Linked DNA regions of Macaca mulatta: region 1 is linked to region 2. A link is a contact called in public Hi-C data. All regions are on one chromosome and are shown on one strand. Each heading gives the region's core, a stretch centred on a gene start, on an enhancer-like site or on the middle of the called end of the contact. The rest is flanking DNA. Distances are from core to core; before and after follow the strand shown. Region 1 holds the start of OTUD7A (OTU deubiquitinase 7A). Region 2 holds the start of CHRNA7 (cholinergic receptor nicotinic alpha 7 subunit).

What was found. Hi-C and Micro-C count contacts between places; a contact is called where the count stands out from the background.
Region 1: a contact with region 2 is called in a Hi-C map of liver, with 2.3 times the contacts expected there. The contact joins the promoter of OTUD7A here to the promoter of CHRNA7 in region 2. A contact is called at or near these places in 3 of 14 Hi-C or Micro-C datasets (cortical neurons, fetal cortex germinal zone and liver).

What each region holds. Positions count from the first base shown.
Region 1 is chr7:7,331,319-7,338,027 of T2T-MMU8v2.0, reverse strand. OTUD7A (OTU deubiquitinase 7A) reads right to left here and starts at 2,651. Exons shown (of 13, transcript XM_028850656.2): 1 at 2,483-2,651.
Region 2 is chr7:7,171,510-7,177,356 of T2T-MMU8v2.0, reverse strand. It overlaps CHRNA7 (cholinergic receptor nicotinic alpha 7 subunit), which reads left to right and starts at 2,260. Exons shown (of 10, transcript NM_001032883.1): 1 at 2,260-2,417; 2 at 2,640-2,779. The coding sequence starts at 2,363.

The sequences.
Region 1 (6,709 bases), core at 1,402-3,901, 160 kb before region 2:
CGCCCCCTGCTGGCCCAAAAGAGCTGATTCAACCTTTCTTCTGTGGGCCTAAGGCATGAATAAATGACCTTAAGATCCCAGAGGGAACAGAAAGAAAATCAGGGCAATTTTGACTTCTTAGAAACGGAAGATGTGACAGTGATCTCTTTTGGGAGATCACTGACAGCTCCCAAATTTAAGCACTCTAAACATACAAGGGGGGATGAAGAGGCTTTAAAGCGGATGTTTTAAAATGTTTTAGGGAAATGAGTGACCCATACCTAAAGGTTTAGTGGAAACACTTGCATTTGAAGTTTTACAAGTACTACAGTGGGTTAAACCATAAACGTGGCGAATATTTTCACGAGTCTACAGGTGAAAAAAAAAAAAAAGATGGATACGGGGCCAGATTGGTTTCACAGACTCCATTTTCACAGTTTGCAATCTAGACCCTTAAAAACCAATCTTCATACTACTGAAGACACTCTGTAAAGAAGAATCTCTGCCACAACTCAAGAGTTGAGCTCTAAAGCAACTACACACAGCGGGAACGGTATCATCCAAAAGCAGCTCATTTGGAGCCAGTTTCTCATCTCACTGAGGCACACCATTGGGAATAAATGCGGCACCATCAGGAGGTCAGAGGCCAAGAATTACACACGCTTGCTCAGAGAAAGGCGTCCCCTCTCCTTCTCCACCAATCCTGGGGGCCTCAGGAGTTACTTTCTAAGGGAACACCTGCCACCTATGATCCAGGCCCAGGTGAGACCTGCATGTGGCAATACTTTGTAAAGCGGTGATTTCCACCCATTATCACCTTGAACACTAAAGGCCTAAGTAACCACTGTTCTCCCATTCTTTTCACACCAATACAGGGTTCAAAAGATCGAAGTTCTAACCAGGTTCCAACTTTTGCGTGGCATATGCTATTAAATTCCTTACAGACCCAATACAATCACAGTAATAATTTAAGGCATACTTATTTTAGCCAATTGGGAGTTGTCATTAATTATTAAATATGAAAATGTCAATACGTTTGTCCCTTATTGGATATCCTTTCGATATGATAGGCTTAAGTAGATACTCAGATTGTCTTGGGAACTTGCTTAGTTTTGTTCCCATAAGAATTGGTACTAATGGCACACGCACAATAAAATAACGAAGTGTTGATCCCAGTTAGCGGGGCATGTTTATCCAGACCTGAGAGTGCCATTCAGATCTACCTCTGTTCTTCTGAACGTTCTTTGGCTCTTGAAGAGGCCTTTGAAGGTGGTGGGACACACAGCTGCTTAGAGGACCCTAGTGAACCTGCCTCCCCGCCTTTGCCCAGGGCAGGCTTCTCCCGGGCACACCCTGGAGGAGGAGGATGGTGAAGAAGGACACCTGCAGATTTTCCTGAAGCAATTAAGACCTGTAAAGATTTAGGTCCCGCTGTCAACCTTTTCCTGGACACATTATCTGCCCCATAATATTTTTAAAAATTGTTCCTCTTACAGCCCACTTCCATTTACCAAGCTATCACCCGGCGGTAACCATGTGCATGTCATACATGACTTTCCCCTGGATCCTTGTGCTGTGGATGAAGGGATTCCCTGATCCGGGTCTCACAAGTTTCCCTTCAGCTACTCTTAAATCTATTCATTCTCCAGTCAATAGACAGAAATAAAAGTCATTTGCACTTGTGTGAGGTAGCTGAGTTTACAGAGCAGAGGCAAATCCATTTTATTACAGACATTCTGAAAGGGCTGCAATAGCTTCACCGGGCGGGAGGAGGGTACACTTGAGCGGTTGTGTCCAATGAAGGAAAGTTTTAGTTAATGATGACATCACTGACATCTCCCAAATTTAAAGGAGCACTTAAAGCACCGCAGATGCAATTTTTTCCCCTCCAGTGAGGAGATATTAGGGAAGGCCTCTGGGTTCACAGCCAAATTGCATTAATGGTTTGCCTGCTGTCCAGCGAGACCCAGCAGAGCGAGCGGGACGGCGGTGCGCGGGGCCGCGGGGGCCCACGCAGCCACAGCTCCGGTGCCCGGCGAGCGGCCTCGCGCGCTGCTCGGGCCCGGGCCTTGACCGGCCGTCTGTCAGAGCCGCGGGACCCCCGACGCGCGCACGGACCGAGGGGCCGGTCGCCCCACGCCTGGCATCACGTTCCAGTGCGGACAGCCAAAGGGCTGAGCGGAGACAGCAGCCCCGACCCAGCCGGAGCGCCGCGCCCTGCCCGAGAGAGGCGCGCCACGCCGGGCCGGAGCCCGTGGCCCCGGAGCCCGCGGGGTCCAGAGCGGAGCCCGCAATGCAGACGCGCCGGCGAGCCCAGCCGGGGCCCGCGCCCCCCGCGTCCCCGTGCCCCGGCCCCGCGGTGGCCCGGCCTCAACGCCCACCTGCCTTGCCACGGAGCTCGGGAAGGAGCCGGTGCCGGCCCCGCGCCGGGACAGCGCACCTGCCTGGTCCGCGGGCCCGGCCCCGCCGCCCGCCGGCAGCACCGCGGCCAGCGCCGTCTTACCTGCCGCGCCGAGCCGCTCCGCTCCGCCAGCCCGCAGCGCCGCAGTCGCTGCTACCCGACTTCCATTTTCTCTCGCTTTAAAGGAAAACCAGATCAGCTGTTTTGCTCGCGCTCGGGCTCCGCAGCCCCCTCCCCAGCTGCCGCTCGCGGTCCCGGTGGCCTCTCCTCCTCCGCCTCCTCCCGCGCTCCGCTCCGCCCCTCGCGCCCCTCCGCTCCGCCCGCGGCCGCGCGCAGCGCCCGCCTCCCGGCTCCGCCTGCAGCCTCCCGGCGCGCGCCCTCCCCCGACGTCACCGGTCGCGTTCACGCCCCGCCCCAGCCCCGCGTGAACGTGCGCGCGCCGCGCCCTGTGCCCCGCCCCCGCACCGCCGGGGCCGGGCACGGAGAGCGCGTGCTCGCGGCCGCGAGCCCCGGGAGGACGCACAGCGCCCTCGCGCCCGCGCCCGCGCGCCCGTTCTGGCTCTCCCACGCTTGCCCCTCGGGGTGGCCCCTTCTGCGCTCTCCGCCTGGACTGCAGGAAACGCTGCTTAAATAGCCTGCCTTTTCCTGCTGCCTGACTCGAGCCATCTGCGGCCACCTATCTCGTTTCTTCCCCCTGGCTGGCGCACCGTTCCTTCCTAAACATCCCAAACTTTCTCCCACCCAGGCTGTCCAGGCTGCAGTTTCCACGCCCTGCGCTGGGGCCTGTGCATCACGCCTAATCCAAAGCTGGTCCTTTTACCTCCCAAAGAGGTTCTCTGACCTTTTCCCATTTTTTGCCTTCCTCTAAAGACTTTTTCACGCCACCCCTTCAGATGTTGCCCCTCCCTGATGCCAAGACCTGCTCGCTGCCTGGGCCCTTCTCACGTCACCCTCTAGATGTAGCCGCGCCTTCTTATCCCAAACAGGACGTTATATTGCAGATGACCCATACCATCCTGGTGTACTTCTAAACAATCAATCATTATTTTACTTTTAGTTTAGGACTTCTTGCTTCACTTTAAACATTGTATATGTTTAATAGTGTTTGATAATTTATTTCACTTTTAAAATTAATATTCAGTAAATTGGTTTTTTGATATGTAATCCTGTAATCTTAAAACCTTGTTTGGATTCATGTAACCACTAGCACAATAAAGAACTCTATAGTTCTGTCCTTTTATAACCACGCCCCCCCATCCCTAACTTTTGGTAACCCCCGATAGGTTCTCCATTGCTAAGGTTTTGTCTTTGTGAATGTGTCGTATACATGGAATTATGCAATATGTAACATTTTGAAATTGACTTTATTCCCTCATCATTATGCCTTGGAGATTCATCCATTTTACTGTGTATAGTCCTTTTTATTGTTGAGGAAAGTCTCATTATTTGTACCACATTTTGTTTATCTAGTCACCCACTGGAGAATATTTGGGTGGTTTCCAGTTTTTGGCGACTGTGAATAAACATTCTATAAACATTTGCATGCAGCGTTTTGTTTGGACAAAAGTTTTTAAATTAGTTGGCTAAATATCTAGGAGTGCAATTGCTAGATCTTATGGTAAATTTGTTTAACTTTATAAGAACCAAACAGTTTTCTAGAGTGGCTGTAGCATTTTTATAACCATCAGCAAATATGAATCCCTTTCCTTAATCATCGCCAGCACTTGATATTGGCTATCTCTATCTATCTATCTATCTATCTATCTATCTATCTATCTACCTACCTATCATCTATAATTTTAGACATTCTAGTAGGCATATAGTGCTATATCATTGTTAATTTTCAATTTTCTAATGAAAAATTGTGTGGAGCAACTTTTCGTATGCATCTGTATATCTTCGTTGGTGAGATGTTTGTTCACGTCTTTTGTCCTCATTAAAAAAAAATAGGTTGTTTTCGTATGGTTGAGTTTTAAGAGTCCTTTGTGTATTTTGGATAGAAGTACTTGATCTGATACGTGTTTTGCAAATATTTCTGCCAGTGGAAGCGTGTCTTTTCATTGTCTTAACAGTCCTGTCCTGAATTTAGGGGAAGTACCCAGTTTCTTACCACTAAATACGATGTTAGCAGTAGGATATTTTTAGTTCTTTATCAAGATTAGGCAGTTCTCTCTATTCCTAGTTTGCAGAGTTTTTATCATGAATGGATGTTGGATTTTGTCAAACTCTTTTTCTGCATCTATTGATATGGTCATGTGATTTTATTTTCTTTCGCTTGTTGATATGATGGGTTACATTGATTGATTTTCAATTGATTTTCAAGGAACTAGCCTTGCATACTTGGGTCAAATTCTACTTGGGCATGGTGTATAATTGTTTGTATACACCGTTGTATTCAATATGCTAATATTTTGTTGATGGCTTTTGCATCTATGTTCATGAGAAATATTTGGTTATAATTTTCTTTTTTGTAATGTCTTTATTTTATTTTGGTATGCAGGTAATGCTGGTCTCATAAAATGAGTTAAGAAGTAATATTTACTTGTATTTTCTGTAAGAAATTGTAAAGAACTTATATCATTTCTTCCATAAATGTTTGGTAAAATTCCCTGGTGAAACCATCGAATCTGGTGATTTTTTTGAAACTTTATTAATTATTGATTCTTTGTCTTCGTAGATACAGAGCTGCTAGGTGATCTATTTGCTTTTGTGTAAAATGTAGTTGTATCATTCAAGGAATTGGTCCTTTTAATCTAAAGATTCAAAAAATATTTATCTAAATACTTTATCTAAATATTGTGGGTGTAAAGTTGTTCATCATAAACCTTTATTATTCTTTTAATATCTATGAAATTAGTAGAGATGACACCTCTTATTTTTTGATATTGGCAAACTATGTCCAATGTCTTTTTTTCTTGGTTAACCTGCATAGGTTTATTAATTTTAATCATCTTTTCAGTGTTTTCTTTGTTGTATTGATTTTTTTCTATTGTTTTCTATTTTCAATTTCATTATCTAATTTTTATTATTCCTCTTTGTTCTGCTTGTTTTAGGTTAAAATTGCACTTCTTTCTCTGTTATCCAAGGTGACAAGTTAGGTTGTTGATTTTAGATTTTTCTTCTTTTCAAATGTATGCATTTACTGCTATAAATGTCCCTGCTTTTACTGCATCCCACAAATTTAGAAAAGTTGTATTTTAATTTTTATTTAGATCAATGTTTTTAGTTATTCTTGAGATTCCTCTTTGACCCAAATGTTATTTAAAATGTGTTGTTTAGTTTCCAATGATTTGGGACTTTCCAGCTATCATTCTGTTCTTGATTTCTATGTTACTTCCATTGTGGTATGAAGACATGCTTTGTATAATTTCTATTTTCTTTAATTTGATTAGAGCAGAATGTGGCCAATGTTGGTGATTATTCCATACCAACTTGAGAAGAATGTGTATTGTGCTATTGCTAGATCTACAAATATCAATTAAATAAAGTTCATAATGTTGTTTAGGTCAATTATATCCTTCCTGATTTTTTGCCTATGTGATCTTATCAATCATGGATAGAGAAATGTTGAAGTATCGTATGATAGTGGATTGGACCATTTTTTCTTTCAGGTTTATCATTTTTTCCTCACATATTTTGACATTTTATTGTTAGGCACATGCATATTTAGGGTTATTATGTATCCTTGGATAATTAGCCCCTTTATGATTATGAGTTTCTTACTTACCCCTCCCCCTACATCTCTGATAATTTTCCTGTTGCTCAAGTCCCATTCATCTGAAACTAATGTAGCTACTGGAGTTTTCTTTTGATCGGGGTTAACGGGGTATGTCTTTCTCCATCCATTTACTTTTCACCAAACAGATACTTTGTATTTAATATCAACAAGATATAGTGGGGTCTTGTTTTGTTATCGAGTCTAGCAATCTCTGTCTTTTAATTGGTGTGTTTAGACCATTCACATTTAACATAATTGTTGATCTGTTTGCATTAATATAAATCATATTTGTAACTGTTTCCTATTAGTTGCCAGTGGTGGCTTTTTCTGCCTTCTCTGATTTTAATTGGGCATTTTGTATGGTTCCATTTTATCTTCTCTTAAAGAGTATCAATTATACTTTTTAAATAACTTTTTAGTGGCCATTCTAGGGTTTCTTTTTTCTTTGCTTTGCTTTTTTTTTTTTTTTTTTAAAGACAAAGTCTGGTTGTATTGCCTAGGCTGGAGTGCAGTGGTGCCATCTCGGCTTACTTCAACCTCTGCCTTCTGGGCTCAAGCCATCCTCCCATCTCAGCTCCCTGAGCAGCTGGGACTACAGTTGTTTACCACGT
Region 2 (5,847 bases), core at 1,011-3,510:
TGGAGTCCCATGTGTGTAAAGTTACTAAATCTTCCTCCAGAGGAATTCTTGAATTCTAAACCATATAATACACATTTGGACTCCACACCTAAGCCTAATGCACTTTTTTTTTTGGTTTTTGAATGTGTAATTATCTTTTTCCCCCTATCCGGAGCCCAGGCAGAAAACATGCTTCCTTCCACTTCCCTGGCTAATGGCTGGGGTTTCCTGGTCTTTTTTCACACTGGAAAGGAGATTACACCGATCTCTGGATTTATGTGAGTATCTCCGTTCCAGTTCTCCACCTCTCACAGGCCCCAAGCGCAAAGGCACCTTACCTCCTGAGAGTGTTAAAATTTCCCTCTTACCCATAGAAGCCGTATTTTTGGTGTGCCCAGGCATGTATTCATATCCTGCTGTTTTATTCGCTGTCTTCTTGCGTTGGGAACGGGAGTAAGGGCAGGACCTATATAGGCCCGTCAGCTCTATTCCGAGAATGTTCTGCGCTTTTCTTCATTTCACAAATGAAAAACCTGAGTCCCATAGATGGGAGTCAATACAGCCAAACTCACAGACCTACCTAATGGCTCAAGGGAGACTGAAGTTTACTTTCCAACTTCCAGCAGTCCTACATTGTAAGCTGAGCGAGTGGATTGCGCTTGTAGGTCCTCCAGGTGTCTAGCAGAGAACAGAGGACAAATAAATACTTGCGAATTGCTTGTCACACCTGAAAACGATTTCTAGGTTTCTGATATTATGGGGTGCAATGGAGGTAAGGAAGCAGTTCCGGTTTCAGGAAGGTGATCCTGATAGCCATACTCAAGAAAAAATAAACTCCCTTGGCCCCATGGGCTCATGCTCTTCTAGCAGGGAAGACAGGGCTCTTAGGTACTTTCAGCCCTTGTAGAAGAGTGTTACAGTCCCACCACCAGTGGAGGGGATGCGCCAGTGAGAATCTTTTAACTAATACTTCATGGGCTTTCTCTATTCTGCTTCTGGGTTTTATTTCCCTTCTTCTCATTCCCCCTTTACCAACAACTAATCTCTGTAGATAATTTCTTTGCCAAGTGCCTGCTTTGTGGTGTCCAGACTGCTAGAAGTGGTGGGGGGACTCAAGAGCCAGATGAGGCTAAGGGCACGCCTGTCTGCTCTCCAGGCACCCCTGGCGTCCCTTTCTCCCGGCACAACGACTGCTATCCTTTGAGGTGAATCCAGTTCAGCTGTCACCTCTTCCATGAATCCTCCTCCAGAAACAGCTGCGTGGCCCACGGGCGTTGTTCTGGTGAGCGCAGATGCACGGGGGCTGCGGGAAGGAAGGTGGTAGCGCCCCCTACGCGGACGCAGGGCGCTGCTGTGCTCAGCAGAAGGGAGCAAATGGGAGGGAGCTTCAGCCGCCCTGGAAGCCGCCCCTTGGCGCCTTCCTCCCTCCCTTCCTCTTTCCAAAATCACGCCTCCTCTTCAACATCAAGAACTCTCCGCACTCCCTGGACCTCTCAGAGCCTCTCCTTCTCATTAACTCTTCCCAGTGCGCTGGCTCAAAAGAGCCTAGATAAGAACACCAAGTTCTGGCTGTCCTTCCAGCAAAGAGTTAGGAGTTAACTTTTCAATCTTTCTAATCTCCTTTAAAAAAGAATGAGCCACACATTAGGGTAACCACTGGGAATCCCATCACACACATTGGCGGCATCTGTCCTCCCCGACAGGGTGCCTCCAGCACTTCAGATCCCAGCCGAGAGTCTGGCTGCTAGCGCCCAGCAAACGGTGCGGAAAGCAAACCCGGGCTCGCGGAAAGCGGGAGGAGGGGGCTTCCTCGGGTCTGTTTTGTCTGGTTGGCAAGACTTCCGAAGCCTGGTTCCCCAACGCTGTCACCCGGTCGCTGGCGTGGAGGAGGGAGTCCAGGAAGACTGGACCCCAGAATTGTCCCGGCTTTCTCCGGAGTGCCCGGCGCAGCTTCTGGCTGAGAGCGGGAGCCGGCTGAGTGAGGACAAAGAACGCAAGGGAGAGGCAAAGCCTGGCCTTGGGCAGCCCCTGGCCTGGCCGGAGGCGCGATTCCGAGAGCGCGCTCGGTGGAGACTGGGGGTGGAGGTGCCCGGAGCGTACCCAGCGCCGGGAGTACCTCCAGATAACACCCCGGGCTGCAGTTCCCTGGGTGGCCGCCTAGACGCCGGCCCTGGCTGGAGGGACAGGGGGCGGGGACGGGGCGGGGGCGGGGCTCGTCACGTGGAGAGGCGCGCGGGGGCGGGCGGGGCGGGGGCGCGCGCCCGGCTCCTTAAAGGCGCGCGAGCCGAGCAGAGCCGAGAGGCGGCTCTGTGGCCGCAGGCGCAGGCCCGGGCGACAGCCGATACGTGAGGCGCGCCGGCCCGCGGCAGCTCCGGGACTCAACATGCGCTGCTCGCAGGGAGGCGTCTGGCTGGCTCTGGCCGCGTCGCTCCTGCATGGTAAAGCCGCCGCCTCCCCGCCCTCCACTTCTCCGTGGGATCCCGGGCACATCCCGGGCGCCTCTGTGCGCCCCACGCCGCCGGCGAGGGGCAGCGGGGGCGCTGCGGGGGCTGCTTGTCTGGGCTGCACCGGGTGGGCGGCGGGGGCCGCGGGCAGGAGGGAGTCGGGAGTACACCCGCCGGCCTGCCCTGAGCCCCCTGCCCGGGTCTCCTCTCCTTAAGTGTCCCTGCAAGGCGAGTTCCAGAGGAAGCTTTACAAGGAGCTGGTCAAGAACTACAACCCCTTGGAGAGGCCCGTGGCCAATGACTCGCAACCGCTCACCGTCTACTTCTCCCTGAGCCTCCTGCAGATCATGGACGTGGTGAGTCCCGCCTGCCCACAGGGCTGCCCTCTCCCCTCCCTGGGCTCCGAGGGGCTTTTTAGAAAGCGTCGGGCGTCCAGGCGGTGGAGCTCGGCTGGGACACTCTAGCTGGCCCCAGGCGAGGCAGGGCCATGCTCTGACTCTGTCCCTAGCCTGCCCTCTCCTGAGTGTCTCAGTTCTCCGTCTCTCCTTCCGCCGAGGAGGAACCTGGTAAAGCTTGTTCCATCACTCCGGCCACCTGTACGTGGGTACTTGGGTCCCACCTTTCCCTCAGTTTAGAAACTCAAGCATCCTGAACTGGGACTCAGTAGCAAGAACAGGTGACATTCACTTTTTATTCTCCCTTATAGTATAAGTGTTGACATGCAGTCCAACATTGAGTGTCAGTTTAGCCACTTCTAGACTTTTGTGCCGCCTGTGATATGTAACTACTTTGGTGGGGGGCCTGCCCCTGAGCTTTGCAGCTGGCAAATCTGTCCAGGCAGAGGGCAAGAGGGCTAGCTGTGAACTTTCACTGTGACCCCATCTTAGGAATGGGCATGCTTTGCCTTCCTGGTGAGGACAGGTACCAGGAGTCCTGCTCCATGGACTCGGGGTTCCCCATCAGGAATACACGTGTCTGTCCCTCCAGGCAGCTGCCACCAGTTCCATGGGCCTCTTGCCTTGCAGCCTTGCTAGTGCCCACTTCAGTTGGCCATTCTGTGTAAACTTGCCTTTTGTTCCTCTATGCTGCTTTGGATATTCAATATTCATGGTATATTCTCCGTATAATACAAATGCTTCACACAAGTGTTTAATTCATTATAAATGTCTATACAGAATATCGGATTCTATTGTGGAGCACCCTGGAGTGGGGCAGGGTGGGGCACAGGGATAATGATGTTCATTGGGAGGGACAGCATGATAGGAAAGAGGTGAGACAATAGCCACAATTCTTGGTTAAAAAACAAATAGTGCTAAGAGTCACCTGGCAAAGTGGAAAAAGATAAGAGGTGATACTTCATAATCCTACAAATAAACGGTTACCCGCACTAGCATGTTGATGAATGGTATATCATTTAACCTAGTTAAAATTGCTGTGATACATTGCCTCCTTTCCAACACTACACTCGCCTCAAATGTGTTCTTCCTCCTGCAGACAGAATCATGCTTTAAAATATTGAATGTATATGTGATGAAGCGGAAGAGTTATGAGAGAAGAGCTGTAGGGGAAGACACGTTCAGTCTTATGAGTTGCAGAGCAGTAAAAGTTGCTGTTTACAGAGCAGCTCCTCAGTTACTTTAAAGAGCTCAAGATTTGTACTTGGGGTGTTTGGTGGGTTCTGGCTCTGTTGGTTTCTGAATGGCTGCTGTTAGGTAAGTTTCTTAAGCATCTTGAGCCTTGGCTTTCTGGCTAATAAAATGGACACTGTAGTACCTCATCAGTCATTGTGATCAACTAAAGAATATGGAAACAACTTGAAGAGACTTTAAAGCTGGATATGTGATTATGGTCATTTTCATGCAGAAACCACATGAAAAGACCAGGCAGCAGAGCTAACACACCCCGCAAGTGGTGTGTGACAGGGTGACAAAGGGACAGTGGCCCCTTCTTCCCCCATTTGCCCAGGGTCAACTCCAGCCAGGCTGCCTCACTGTTTGTGTCTGCTCCACAGCTGTCTCCCTTGGAGTGGGTGTCCCTGTATTGCCTGGATGGGGGTGATGGTGCAGTAGCCCCTCAGTAGAGGAGTAGGAGGAAGTCAGTAGAACAGGCTCCTGAGGTTGCAAAGGCTGCGGCAGCCTCTTTTGGAGAAGAGACTACTCACAGAGAAGCTGCAGGCTTTTTTTCTGGGAACTTCTGCTTCTTTAAGAGACACTTAAGAAACCAACTTATTATGAGGAGCTCTGAGTCTTAGGAGAAGTTTAGGCATAGGTTAGTGTTACACTACGTGAACATTTAAAATAGAACATTTAAAATAACTTTTGTCACGTTAGAAAATTACAAAAATAGCAAATTGGCACTTTGTGTCAATGACAGTCCACACTCCTTAGGAAATGTGTGTGAAGAAGGCTGTCAGCAGTCAGAGGTGATGGGAAGGGGGCGGGAGAAAGTTTCTCTCTCACTTTAGCCGTGGGGTTGGCTGTGAACACATTGAACTTCCAAGCCAGGCAATGCTGTGTTCATGGAGTGGCCTTGAACAAACTCCCTTACCTTTCGGAGCCCTGTTTTCCCATGTGTTAGAATAATACCTGCTTCAGAGGGTGTTGAGAGGATTAAATAAGATGAAGTGCTTGCCACACACTGGTGATTCACTGAAGGTATGCTCCATCTTAATTATGTAACTACTCAACTCAGAGGTCAAGAAGTCATGCCTAGAAAGGTATGGTCCCTTGCCCAAGGCCACTCTGTGATTAGAGGTAGGGTTAAGAGGAAACATTGGGCAAGTCCTTTGTCTTTCATCTGCTGCTTCCTTTAGACTTGGTAACTTCGGCAGAACAAAGTCATTTAATTTATTTAAACTGGATGAATTGTAACTAATTTAATGTGACTTTCCTGAGATGCTGGATGAAGCTGAAGTCTCAATCAGACATAAGGAAATATGCAAACATTTGTATTCCAGCCTGACTTGGCTCTGCCTGGTTTTTGAAGTGGAGCCGGGTCTCTGCAGCTGAAATCTCAGCCCTCTGGACAGAGGCACAGTGGTTCTCATAAAGGCTTCACATGGCAAAATCTTGGCTGGTATAGATTCTCTTTACACATTTGTTGCCCGTTTTAACTGGGCTGTTCTAGAGACCATAGTAGTTGGTTTTCCTGCTCCCAAATATTGTTATTGATTCCTTTTTTTGGTTAGCAGAGGTTCCCAACTGGAGTGATAGGAAGACACCATATGATGTTATATATTTTATTTTTGTGAAAGATCATTTACTCTTTAATGAATTTATTCCACAAATCCTATTGAACTCCTATTGTAGACTTTGACAAATTCTGAGAATTAACAGAAAGGTGATGGATTATTTTTCCTTTCAGAGATCTCATGAGCTGGCTAGGGAGATTAACAAGTAAATCCCAGGCTGGGCGCGGTGGCTCA